2 separate regions of the Mus musculus genome follow, and region 1 is linked to region 2. A link is a contact called in public HiChIP or PLAC-seq data. All regions are on one chromosome and are shown on one strand. Each heading gives the region's core, a stretch centred on a gene start, on an enhancer-like site or on the middle of the called end of the contact. The rest is flanking DNA. Distances are from core to core; before and after follow the strand shown. Region 1 has its middle 100 kb from the start of Gm24471. Region 2 holds the start of Map1b (microtubule-associated protein 1B).

What was found. HiChIP or PLAC-seq counts read pairs in DNA pulled down with a chosen protein or histone mark.
Region 1: a contact with region 2 is called in an H3K27ac HiChIP or PLAC-seq map of embryonic stem cells, with 3 times the contacts expected there. The contact joins the enhancer-like site here to the promoter of Map1b in region 2. A contact is called at or near these places in 7 of 39 promoter capture datasets (the 3T3-L1 cell line, the C10 cell line, HPC-7-derived erythroid cells and 4 more), 2 of 484 Hi-C or Micro-C datasets (nephron progenitors and reprogramming fibroblasts), 15 of 115 datasets of contacts at active chromatin or transcription factors (SST interneurons, VIP interneurons, bone marrow-derived dendritic cells and 11 more) and 4 of 9 other capture datasets (adipose tissue, embryonic stem cells, liver and 1 more).

The regions. Positions count from the first base shown.
Region 1 is chr13:99,792,099-99,797,382 of GRCm38.p6, reverse strand. No RefSeq gene overlaps it. Among named protein-coding and RNA genes, the nearest start is that of Gm24471, 100 kb to the right of the region's middle. Within about 2 kb of position 2,727, at least 33 of the 459 cell types and tissues checked have an H3K27ac peak or open chromatin away from gene starts, as enhancers often do. A contact at or near this core is called in VIP interneurons and neural progenitor cells, where this site is marked.
Region 2 is chr13:99,514,715-99,520,539 of GRCm38.p6, reverse strand. Map1b (microtubule-associated protein 1B) reads left to right here and starts at 3,938. Exons shown (of 7, transcript NM_008634.2): 1 at 3,938-4,236. The coding sequence starts at 4,053. It overlaps Gm26559 (predicted gene, 26559), which reads right to left and starts at 3,906. Exons shown (of 2, transcript NR_167891.1): 1 at 3,682-3,906.

The sequences.
Region 1 (5,284 bases), core at 1,478-3,977, 280 kb before region 2:
CTCGTCCTTGGGAATACAGTGGCAAGCCCAGTGTCCACTGTGCCCTGGTTTCTCTTTATGGCGATTATGCCTCTCCCTTTTACCACGAATGGTTAAATACCGCTACCTGGCTTCTGTTCTTCTAGACCGTCACTATCTCCATGGACACAGGAGAACCTAGTAGTGGCTATCATCAGTCAGCTAATATCAACAGTATGATATGCTAGTGATATTGTGGAGGCCACTAAGTCCTTCAACCCACATTCTAGCTAAGCCCATGATCAGAAACAGTCACCAGGCCACTCACATTGATTGGATTCAAATCTTGCCTCTCTGCCAGTTACTTCCGGCTTGACCTTGTCAAAATTACTCCGTGTCTTTGTGTCTTAGTGTCTCGCTACAGAAAAACAGTGAATAGTAGTACCTACTTCAGAGAGTACCTACTTCAGAAGCTACATGCTGGTCAGCTTGGCGAATATGTAGATTCATTCAAAGGGTTAAATTCTAATCATCTAGGAATGTGTATCTCACACATCACGGGCTTTTATGACTCCTTGGTATTAGCATTTTTATTAAAATGGGCAAGAAAGCTAACTATCATTATTCCACATCATTTTTAAATGGCAAAAAGTAATTAGACAGGAAAAAATAAATCTGACCAAATATTGGAAAAGAGGAGACAAAATTATAATTTTCTGTGGATTGGCCATTTCGGGGAAGGGGTCTAAAAAATGAAAATCAACAAAAAAACCTCTTCAAAATTAAAATGAGAATTCAGTCAACTGCTCCCAACCAACTTTTCTTAACATTTTACAAGAGCCACTTAAAATATAAGATAATTAGGGGTGGCGGGGAGGTGACAGGAACCAACAAGCTCCATGGGGAATGGCAAAGCATTAGAAACACTACACAGGGACAGTGTGCCTTTTGGCAATAAGTCTTGCTATTGATGTGATGGCAATTCTGCCTAAATTAATTTAAGTTTCATTATACACTTTTAATCAAACCCAAATATTATTTTTATTTAAAAAATGACCCTCTGGATTATCTGGGCAAATAAACAATGAGAAGAGAGAGATTAAAAAAAATCATTGAAATAATTATAGTAGGGTGTCTGCCAGCACCAGACGTCAGAACACATTGAGAAAGTTGACATAGCTTAAATACTTCTACTGGTGGAAAGATAGAAAACAAACAAGCAAGCAAAAGCTTTAAGTGTTTATAAATGGGCCTTACATATATATTTAAAAGTTACTATATAACAAATTTTTTTTTCTTATGAATTAGAGTAAAAAGGAGAGCTAATTCCATCAGTGAATTTGGGGAATGGAAAACAGCTGGTAAACAGTGAGTGAACTTCTCTATTTCATGTGTTAATCTAAAAGATGGGAAGAGAAAGACCACCAACCCAAATCATCATGTCCAAATTAATTTAAAAAGTAACTAATTAAAGCAAGCTTTTTTTATGTGCCTCCACCTAAGGTGGGGTCTGAGAGACCAGCATTGGAAATGTGAAAGACAAAACATTTATAGCTCAGGAATAGGGAGTTTCCAAATGGGGGGATTTGGAGGGCAAAATAGCCGAGATTATAGGAGCAGAACATAGCCATAACAACTCAGTCCTAACGACCCCCTGAAACAAAGACAAGGTGGGCATGACAAAGTTGTCATAACTACAGGTAGTTATAACAAGATGGTCATAAAATCCTTTGAAACAAAGGTAGGGTTGCAAGATGGTTATAAACAACTTTTTGAAACAAAGGAGTAATCGCCACTCCTGAATATAGCATCATTTGTAATTAAGGTTACAGGTGAGATGTATCCCAATTCTTGATAAACAGATATTAATCATAAACAGGAATGAACCTAGTTTGTTTTTACTATAAGAAGACTTATAAGCCTAAGATAGGGGCAGGCTGGGTCTTCATACGAGTAACTCCAAAATAAGTTCTAAGGAGGACAGTCACTAAGTGGAGGCACATGAACCCACCAGTCAGCTTCCCATCTCTGAAGGGATACCTGATAAAAGCGTTAACTTGGCTCAGGATTGTAGGGGACACAACCTATGGTCTGTTGGCTCTGTTGCCTAGGCTCTTTGAGTCAAGGAAGGACATCATGGTGGGCAGAATGTGACAGAAGAAATTATTCACCTCATGGTATCCATATAAGAGGGACAGAGGGAGAGAAGAAAGAAGGCAGGATAAACATGGTCCAATATCCTCTTCAAGGACATGCCCCTGGTGACCACAGTTAAGCATGTTTACAGGAACAAGCATTTGTAGGTAGTCATTAAAATGTTCAAACATTTACTCCAAGCAGTTTCTAGCCAAAAGAACCTGAGGGCTATCACAATTGTTCCTTAAGGTAGTCCCCACCTCCCTTCCTCCCTGAGATTTGTCTTTCTAAAATAATAGGAAGTGGTTCTTACTAGTGACTATTTTAGTTAAGTAAACTTAACTAAAACTTTAATTTACAGTTCCTAGGCAAAGATTTGCAATAGGTTATATCATAAAAACAGCAGTAATTTCGTTTTGTTAGGTGTGTATATAAGAGTACAAAGCATCTATTTGTCTCATCTCCTCTGTATTCCCAAAGGGATTTAAGGGCCTCATATCTTGACCCCATTATCTCTCACTTTCTTCTTTGTCTTTGATGCTAGCCCACAGATAAGGTAGCAAGCCTATACTATGTCACCAACTGATGCTGCTTAGCGGAAGCTGAGTCCAGCCAGTGGAGCTGACTCATCCGTGTGATCCAAGTCTCTGGGATACAGCTTAGGCTGGCTGCGGTATTTCAGTGGGACTGTTCTCGATCAGTGAATGGTGACCTCGGTGGATGGGGTATATCTATCATTAATAAAGCCGTGCAAATAGAGAACAAGAGACACTGTGATCTTGGAATCCATAAATGGCAGAAGAGGAATTTAAAACATGATTAAAACAAGTCCAGCCAAAGTCCAGGGATGTGACGTTTTTCCTAGGATGGCAAAGCCCAGTCAGTCATTCTGCAAAACAAAGGAGAACTTACAGGACACTCTAATTTACTTCACTCAGTGGGGTAAACCAGGGTGACTAATACTGTTTTAATCTATGCATCCTTTGAGACCTGGGATATTGATATGTAAAAGCACTTAAACACACACTGTAATGGCCCAGGGCTGTCAAAGGCTGCTTTGAATTAGAAAGAGCTAGAAATATCCACATCGGAAGAGATCTGCCCAAGGCCTAGCACTATAAATAGTTCAGAGCAAGCCCTCTGGTTGCTGGGTTGGCCCAGGGCCTGGGCTCTTCCTTGGGGAGGCAAAGGGGGGGGGGACGGAGAAAATATGCAGGATGGAATCTGGGTATCTGTCTGCTGCTTTCCTGGTCACGCTGCCTTCTCAAGAAAAGCCCATTTGCCATTTGGGAAGTTTTCATCTCTCCTTTTCCTTTCTGCTTCTCTGTGGCATACAACCCACGGTTAAAATTCTCAGTGCAGCAGCAAGCAAGGCAAAGTGTTGCTGGCCCCTTTCTTGCGTTAGCTGTGAGATATTAGAAATACACAGCCTACTTACTGGCAGCCGAAGTTCTTGTTTCAGGGGTCTGTAGGAGGCAATGAAGCTGAAGCAATGGTAGGTGGGAACACGGAATGCCCGCATTTCTCTTAGGTTTTATCAGGCCCTCACAGTTCTCCTGGGAAGATATTGGGATGACATTTAGACAGATCTGCAGGACTGTGGAGGGCCCACAGATACAGACCCCAGTCATGTGACCCATGCGCCTTTTACTATCCCAGTGATCTATCAGTGATACAAACACAAAACACAGCTTTCACCTCAAGTGCAAGTAGTGATGGTTTATTCTAGAGCCAAATAGGAATGACAATGGCCCGGGGACCTGGACTCAGGTTCACCCAAATTTCATATTCCCATGTGACGACTGGTTCATGAAATTTGGAATTACAGAACAAAGGATGTCATAAACCAAGGCACTTTTCTCTTTGTTGGAAATACTCAGGCTTACAGCAAAACAGAGAACTCTCTGCTCTGGGCCTCAGATGTCCTGACGGGAGCCTGAGCTTGTGGGCTGGTGGATGCATGTGATCTGTTGAGTTAATACATCCTAAAAGAGTTAACATGATAGTACAGCAGTGTTAGGCCAGCCACAGAGGTGGGCGATGAATGGCTGCTAAGGGGGCTAAGGAAGGAAACCCAAGAGGATTTGGCACTGGGCCTGAAACATTCCAACTCTCTGGAACTGCTAAGTTTTAATCAATTCGTCAACCGGCCTTGTAGAATCCTGTTGGTTTTTTTTTTTTCCCTAGAAACTTCAGTTCACAATAATATGCAGATGCCGACCTTCCTCCCATACTCTGTACCCATGCAAGGCAGATCCCAAACTGTTTACAGAGAAATGGTCTCGCTCCTTTAGATCACAGTGATTTTTCAAACGTTCCCCTTCATTATGACCCAGCTGCTTCATATCCAGGTGACTGCATGGCCCACTGGGTCACGGTGAGAGTGTTGACTCTGAGGTCCTAGTCACGTATGTTGAAAAATCTTGGGCTGTCCAACTCCAAATGTACCACTTTAGTATAAGAAGAATTTTGAGATAAAAGCCAGACACAGGAAGAGTCCTCTTGCCTGCCTGGGTATGAAGTTCCCTTCGGGAAGGTGACATCCATTTGTTGAGGTCAGGCTGAAGCCTGATATAAAGTCACTCCAGATAGTTTAAAGCAAGCAGCTTTGACCCCCTTTTATGAATGGAGGGTAGATTTATAAACCGCATCATCTGTCTGGAACCAGCTACGCAGCACAGACATTTCAGTAAATGACTTATTATTGGGAGTTGAAAGGGCATCACTCTATAAATTTAATTGAGACTGTAAAGACACATGGCATATTAAAATCTTATAAAATCTCTCATGTGGAACCCATAAAGAGGTGGGCACATAGCACTGAGGGTGAAGGCCTCCGATTGATCTGCCATTTGACCACCCAGAGTGTGCACTAAGGGCTTACAGGCAGGGAAGTCCCGACCCAGCCTAGTTGACTCTGACTGCCTGTCCTCCTGTTTGCCTGTCTGGACCTGCCATCTGTCTGTCCACATTCCTTCATGTAGATCTGGTCCTATACTTTCACCTCTGTAGCTGGGCTTAGTTCTTCAGCTTCACTTGAAAACCTAAGATGCTTGCTGCCTCCCTAGGTTCCCAGCTTTCCCCCTGCATCTAAGCATGGTTATCACCGTGTCCATCCAAACCCTACTGACATTCCTATCAACTACTTCCAAAGCCTCCTGAAGCCTACTATGGCCCCTCAAGTTTTTAT
Region 2 (5,825 bases), core at 2,689-5,188:
ATCTATCTATCTATCTATCTATCTATCTATCTATCTATCTATCTATCTATCGTACCTCTCATAATGGCGAGGACTGGGACCATGATAATGGAGAGAAGTGGATGGTTGAGGAGACATCTAGAAGGCGAAAGTGAAACTCGCCAGGCTCCTTGTAGCGCTGACTGCACTTGAAGCCAGGGAAGGGTCCCAGATGTCGGCATGGTTTCTACCTTGCGGTGTGGGATAGATGTGTTACCGTTCAATGGAACAGATGCGCGAGATCAGCGCTAGAGGATGAAGATGATTCCGGCCTGGAGCCGATCGAGTTTGCAGAGCCTTTGGGACACTCAAGTGTAGTCACTCAAAGCTGGTGATAGAGGCAGGCTTCCTTGTGGGTGCATTTTCCTTCTCTTTACAATTGTCTCCTTTGTCTTGGGAGTGGGGACTTTTCTAACTTAGAAGAGTGGCTGACCATGTTGGGTTTTCTTTTATTTTTTCTCCCAGAGGTGTTGGTAGAGGGGTCACCTGTACATATTTTGTAAGGCTACCGTTACTCCGTTGTCTAAGAAAATGGGGGTGGGGTATCATCTAATCACTCATGTCTTGATGCTTAGGCTGATCCCTAGCCTGGGTTACGTGCTTCTGAAGTCTCTTCCCTTTACTCTTCCCTCACATAGTCACAAAGATCCAGTTCTTTCCATTTCTGCAACAAAAGGACTGGACATTAGCTGACTGCGTGTAAAGTAGCCATTGCTAGTCTGTGTTCTGCCATAATATCCCTGGATTGCAAAGGGTGGGCAAAGAATGGGGTGGATCCTGGTCATGGCTTTCTTAGACAGAGGGCCACCGTGAAGAAGCTCTTTCTTCTATTGCACTTATTAAAATTAATTAACTAATGTGCATGGAGGTCACAGGACGATTTATGGTAGTCTGCTCTCTCCTCTCATTGTGTGGATCCTGGGATGGAACTTAGTAGGTCCCCAGGCGTGGCAGCAAGTTCTTTTTCCTCCTGAGTCATCTCATTGACTTCTTGCATCTTTCATCCAACAATCTATTGCAAAATATGGAACAATTCAGTTAGGTAGGTGTTAGGATATTCCAACACGTCTCTGTTTTTTTTTTTTTTTTTTTATCTTGGATAGTACATACCTCAGGCTCAGTCCTGATCATATAGTAACAATATGTAGCAGAAATTTAATTATCTTCTTTTCATTCTGTATAATTTTCGGGGCTACCTCTTATTTATTTGGGATATGTGTTTCCATGAACACAAAAATGGAGACTTTTGTTCCAAAATACATTTAACGAGGTAAAGGGACGCTGCTGTCGACGTGATTATTAACTTGATTGGGTGGAGAGCTTCGTAAAGCACAGCTCTGGGTATATCTGTTGCGGTGTTTCCAGAGAGGATTAGCTAATAGGATAAGAACCACACTGGATATGAGCAGCAGCACCCCATAGGCTGGGCTCAGACCGAATAAAGAAGAAGTACTGCTTCCTGCCCATGAGGAGGTGAGCAGCCCTCCCACTGCACGGTCCCTCCACCACAATGTTCTGCCCAAAGGAATGGAGGCAACAGACCATGGTCTGAAACTTAAGAAGCTGTGGGCAAAAATCAGTCTCCCCATCCCCAAACAATCTCTCATAGAAATGTGAGACATGAAGCAACACAAATACCCATATAGGCATAGGAGTAATGGCGGTTCAGAGAAATGGAGGACAGCTCACTAGATGAAGCCATCCTGGTGGTTGGCCTCCAAGAAGATGTTCTTTGCCTCCTCACCTCCACCATGGATCATCCTGCTGCCCTTTCCTAAGAGTAACTGCATATCCTCTTTAAACTTGTTCAATTGTGACCAAGTCTCTGCGGCAAGCTTACTGCAGACCCCTAGCGTCATAGGTCAGACATCATCTTTAGTCACGACTCATCAGACTAGTGTGGTGTTTGGCTGCTCACTGAGTATTGTCTCTTTAGGTTTCAAGAAAGAAACGGGGCAAAAAGGCCTATGTCTTAGTCAGGGTTTCTATTCCTGCACAAACATCATGACCAAGAAGCAAATTGGGGAGAAAAGGGTTTTTCAGCTTACACTTCCACACTGCTGTTCATCACCAAAGGAAGTCAGGACTGGAACTCAAGCAGGTCAGGAAGCAGGAGCTGATGCAGAAGCCATGGAGGGATGTTACTTACTGGCGTGCCTCCCCTGGCTTGCTCAGCCTGCTCTCTTATAGAACCCAAGACTACCAGCCCAGAGATGGTCCCACCCACAAGGGGCCTTTCCCCCTTGATCACTAATTGAGAAAATGCCTTACAGTTGGATCTCATGGAGGCATTTCCTCAACTAAAGCTCCTTTCTCTGTGATAACTCCAGCTGTGTCAAGTTGACACAAAACTAGCCAGTACAGCCTATGACAAGTAAATCGTGGGAGTCAACACCTAAGACACTGGGCTATCGGGAAAGTCTCACAATAGGTTTTGTTTGTTCTGTTTCATTTTTAAACAGGGTCTTATGTATCCAGGCTGACCTTGAACTCATCAGCTAAGGATGACCTTGAACTTCTGATCCTCCTTGTCTGCATCGCCTGAGTGCTGGGACTACACTGCCCAGTGCTTCCGGTGCCAACATGGGCGTGAAGTCCACCAGCTAAGCTACAGCCCCTCCAGTTGGTATTTTAAAACTGGTGTATACTCCAGTGTTAAAGGTATATTGACTAGTATATACCAAACTGCTATTTAGTATGTTATATTTAGTATAAATTAAAACTAGTATACACTCCAATATTAGTTATTTTAGATGAAAATAGGCTTTTCCCCCCTATTCCATCTAATTCCATCTATTTTCTCTTCTAAAATGATCCCCAGTCTTCATGATGATGAGGCGCTTGCCCCCCTCTTCTGCCCTAATACAGAAATGTACTCATTAGATTTGTGAGAAATGAATGTTTACGATGGCCTTTAGAAACATTATTAGGAGTTCTTCTAAATATAGACAAAAGCAATAAAAACTCCCAAAGCTACATGTATCTTAAAAGACATCATTGTCACACAAAATAATTTTGCCTGTGTATCCCCCAAGGAACTGAAAAGCACATTATAGTCGCTGTAATCCTGCAGAGACAGTGTCTTCTCTATTCTTTGTTATGCCTGATGCTATCTGTTCAGCATATTAAGAAAAGAAATCTGTATCTAGCATAATATGTCTGCCTCTTCTCATTCATTTCCCATGAGCACCAAAAGCCAGTTCTTTTTTGAGCGTTAGTTAGTCCTTCCAGACTAGACTCCAAAGTCTGAACAAATTAGGCTTAGGTCTTGCAAAGTCTCTTTTAAGCGAAGGTGATAAATATTCCTGTTGTTTAAAAAAAATGGACAAATACGCCTTTCTATATCTACAAGGTCAAAAACTCAGGTTTGTGTTCTTGGGCGGGGTACCCTCAACCCAGCGCCCACTGTGACTGCAGCAATTACTCAAATTCTGACTTCACGTGGATGAGGCACAGGCACAGGCCTGAAGATGCGGAATCTGACTCAGGACATAATCCCGCTCTGAAACAGGAAGTAATCCCCACTCCCCAGGTTGATGGTTTAGGGCAAAGAAAGTGTGTGTATGTAAGGGTGATGGTGCAGAAGGCCCTCGGGTTGCAGCAGAGTTCTTTGGGTCCCCTAGAGCCTGGCTCCTGGCCCTGCCCAGACCATTGTCCACACACCTCGTCCTTCCAGCTTCCGGGCCGCCGGCGAAATGATTTGCTGCAGATGACATCAGCCCTGGGCTAAGGGCTGGAGGAGTGGAGGCAACCACCACGAGGACGTGCCGGGTGGTCCTTTCCTCCTCCTCTTCCTCCCAGGCTCCTAGCCTAGTCTCCATATAAACGGCACCGCCTCCTCGGCCTCTCACTCCCCGCTCCTCTCTTCCGCGCAGGGAGAGGGCGGAGGGGGAGGCGACGCGTGCGCCGGGAGGAGGGGGGACGCAGGGGGCGGAGCGGAGACAGCACCTTCGGAGATAATCCTTTCTCCTGCCGCAGAGCAGAGGAGCGGCGGGAGAGGAACACTTCTCTCAGGCTTGAGCAGAGCCGGCAGGATGGCGACCGTGGTGGTGGAAGCCACCGAACCGGAGCCATCGGGCAGCATCGGCAACCCGGCGGCGTCCACCTCGCCCAGCCTGTCGCACCGCTTCCTAGACAGCAAGTTCTACTTGCTGGTGGTGGTCGGCGAGACCGTAACCGAAGAGCACCTGAGGCGTGCCATCGGCAACATCGAGCTGGGTAAGCGGTCCCGAGGCCCCCCAGGGGCGTGAGTGGGGAGACGCGCCAGCACGACCCCACCCAGGGCGCGACGGCCACCTTGTTCTCCCGCACGCCCCGCACCCACGCCTCTCCGGGCCACCTCCCACACTCCATCTGGACTCTTTTTCTGGGCTAATTTCTAAATTATTTTATTTGAGACCCAGAGAGGGGATCTTTATAATAGCCCTGAGGGATAGGTCACCTGGCTGGGTCCGTGGCCACCGCCGACTTGGCTACCTCCTCTCGTGCTCTTTGAAATGCAGGTGTCAGAGGAGCGGAGGCCATAATAAAACCGCAACCGCAGGCGGAGAAAGGGTGGGGTGAGCCTAGCAAAACCTCTTCTTTCAGCTCAGCTCTCGCCCTAGCCAAAGGCTGGGACCCACCTCCCCTTACCCGAAAACCTGGGGTCAAAACACCATGTGCCAAGGCCCGCATGGAAATCGTCTTTATCACAGTCACCTCGTGCTCCCCGCCCCCGCCAGTCACACACACACACACACACACACACACACACACACACACACCCCTCTGAGAATAGAGAATGCCTTTTCTGACTTAAAACTTCCCGATTCTTTCTTTCCTGGGAATGACTAGGCTAGTCCTTGGGCCACGCCCGTCCCCCCCCCTCCCCCCCAGCCCCCGAGGATACAGGCATGGAACCCGTCTGCGCTCTGTTTCTAGACGAAGCCCAGCCTCGCTCTTGCCCCTGAGGTCCTGGCTGCAGCTTTCAGAAAGGACAATGGGACCCCAGGTTGCGTGGGTGGGCTTCTTTGAAAAGTCTTAGCTTCAGGAGCCATAGCTTGAATGGGAGGAGGAGGTGGCAGGGGAGGGTCAGCTCCTGCGCTGCTGCGCGCACCAGGAACGGGCTCTGCGGTAGCGGAATAGCGGTTCCCGGGGAACCCTGGGCGGGGCTGGGAGGGTCCGGGAGGGCACAGCCTTGGGCGGGCAACCATCGGCCCGCCCTTCAGCCCCACCCGGTCTGCCGCAGTGCCCGCGCTGGACAGCCGCACCTGCCCCCGCACTGCGGCGCCCCCGGCTGGCACGATGCTGGCTCTGCCCGAGCCTCGCGCTGTCAGGGGGCCTTGCGCCCACCTTTGGCTGTGAGCGGTTTTGTTGCGCTCCCGACTCCCCGGTGGCAGCTCTAGCCTCTGCTTTATTCCGCCCCCCTCGCATCCCTCCCTTCACTTCATCCCTGGCAGAAGTCCCCGGGTCCGTGTGCAGCTCCAGCCTGAGCGCTCTATTCTCTTGGGGTGGTGCTGAAACGTTTCTGCTAGGAGACACCGGCTGGTGGGCGTGGTGCAGTCCGCACTGCGGTCTCTACGGCAGCCCGAGGCGGACAAAGGGCGTTCACGTAGCCCTCCTTTCCTTCTCCCTATCATGCCAATAAAAGATGGATGAAATGATTTTGGTTTAGATGAATAAATAAATAAACAAAAGCTTGTCACCTGCCTCTGCATTTGGAAATGCCCACTTGTCCCCAGAACAAAAGGCTTCAGGGTGGGGACTGGAGTTGCAGACCCGGTTCTTTTGTTTAACTTTAAAGCACGGATTTTCCCTTTCAGCTTAAA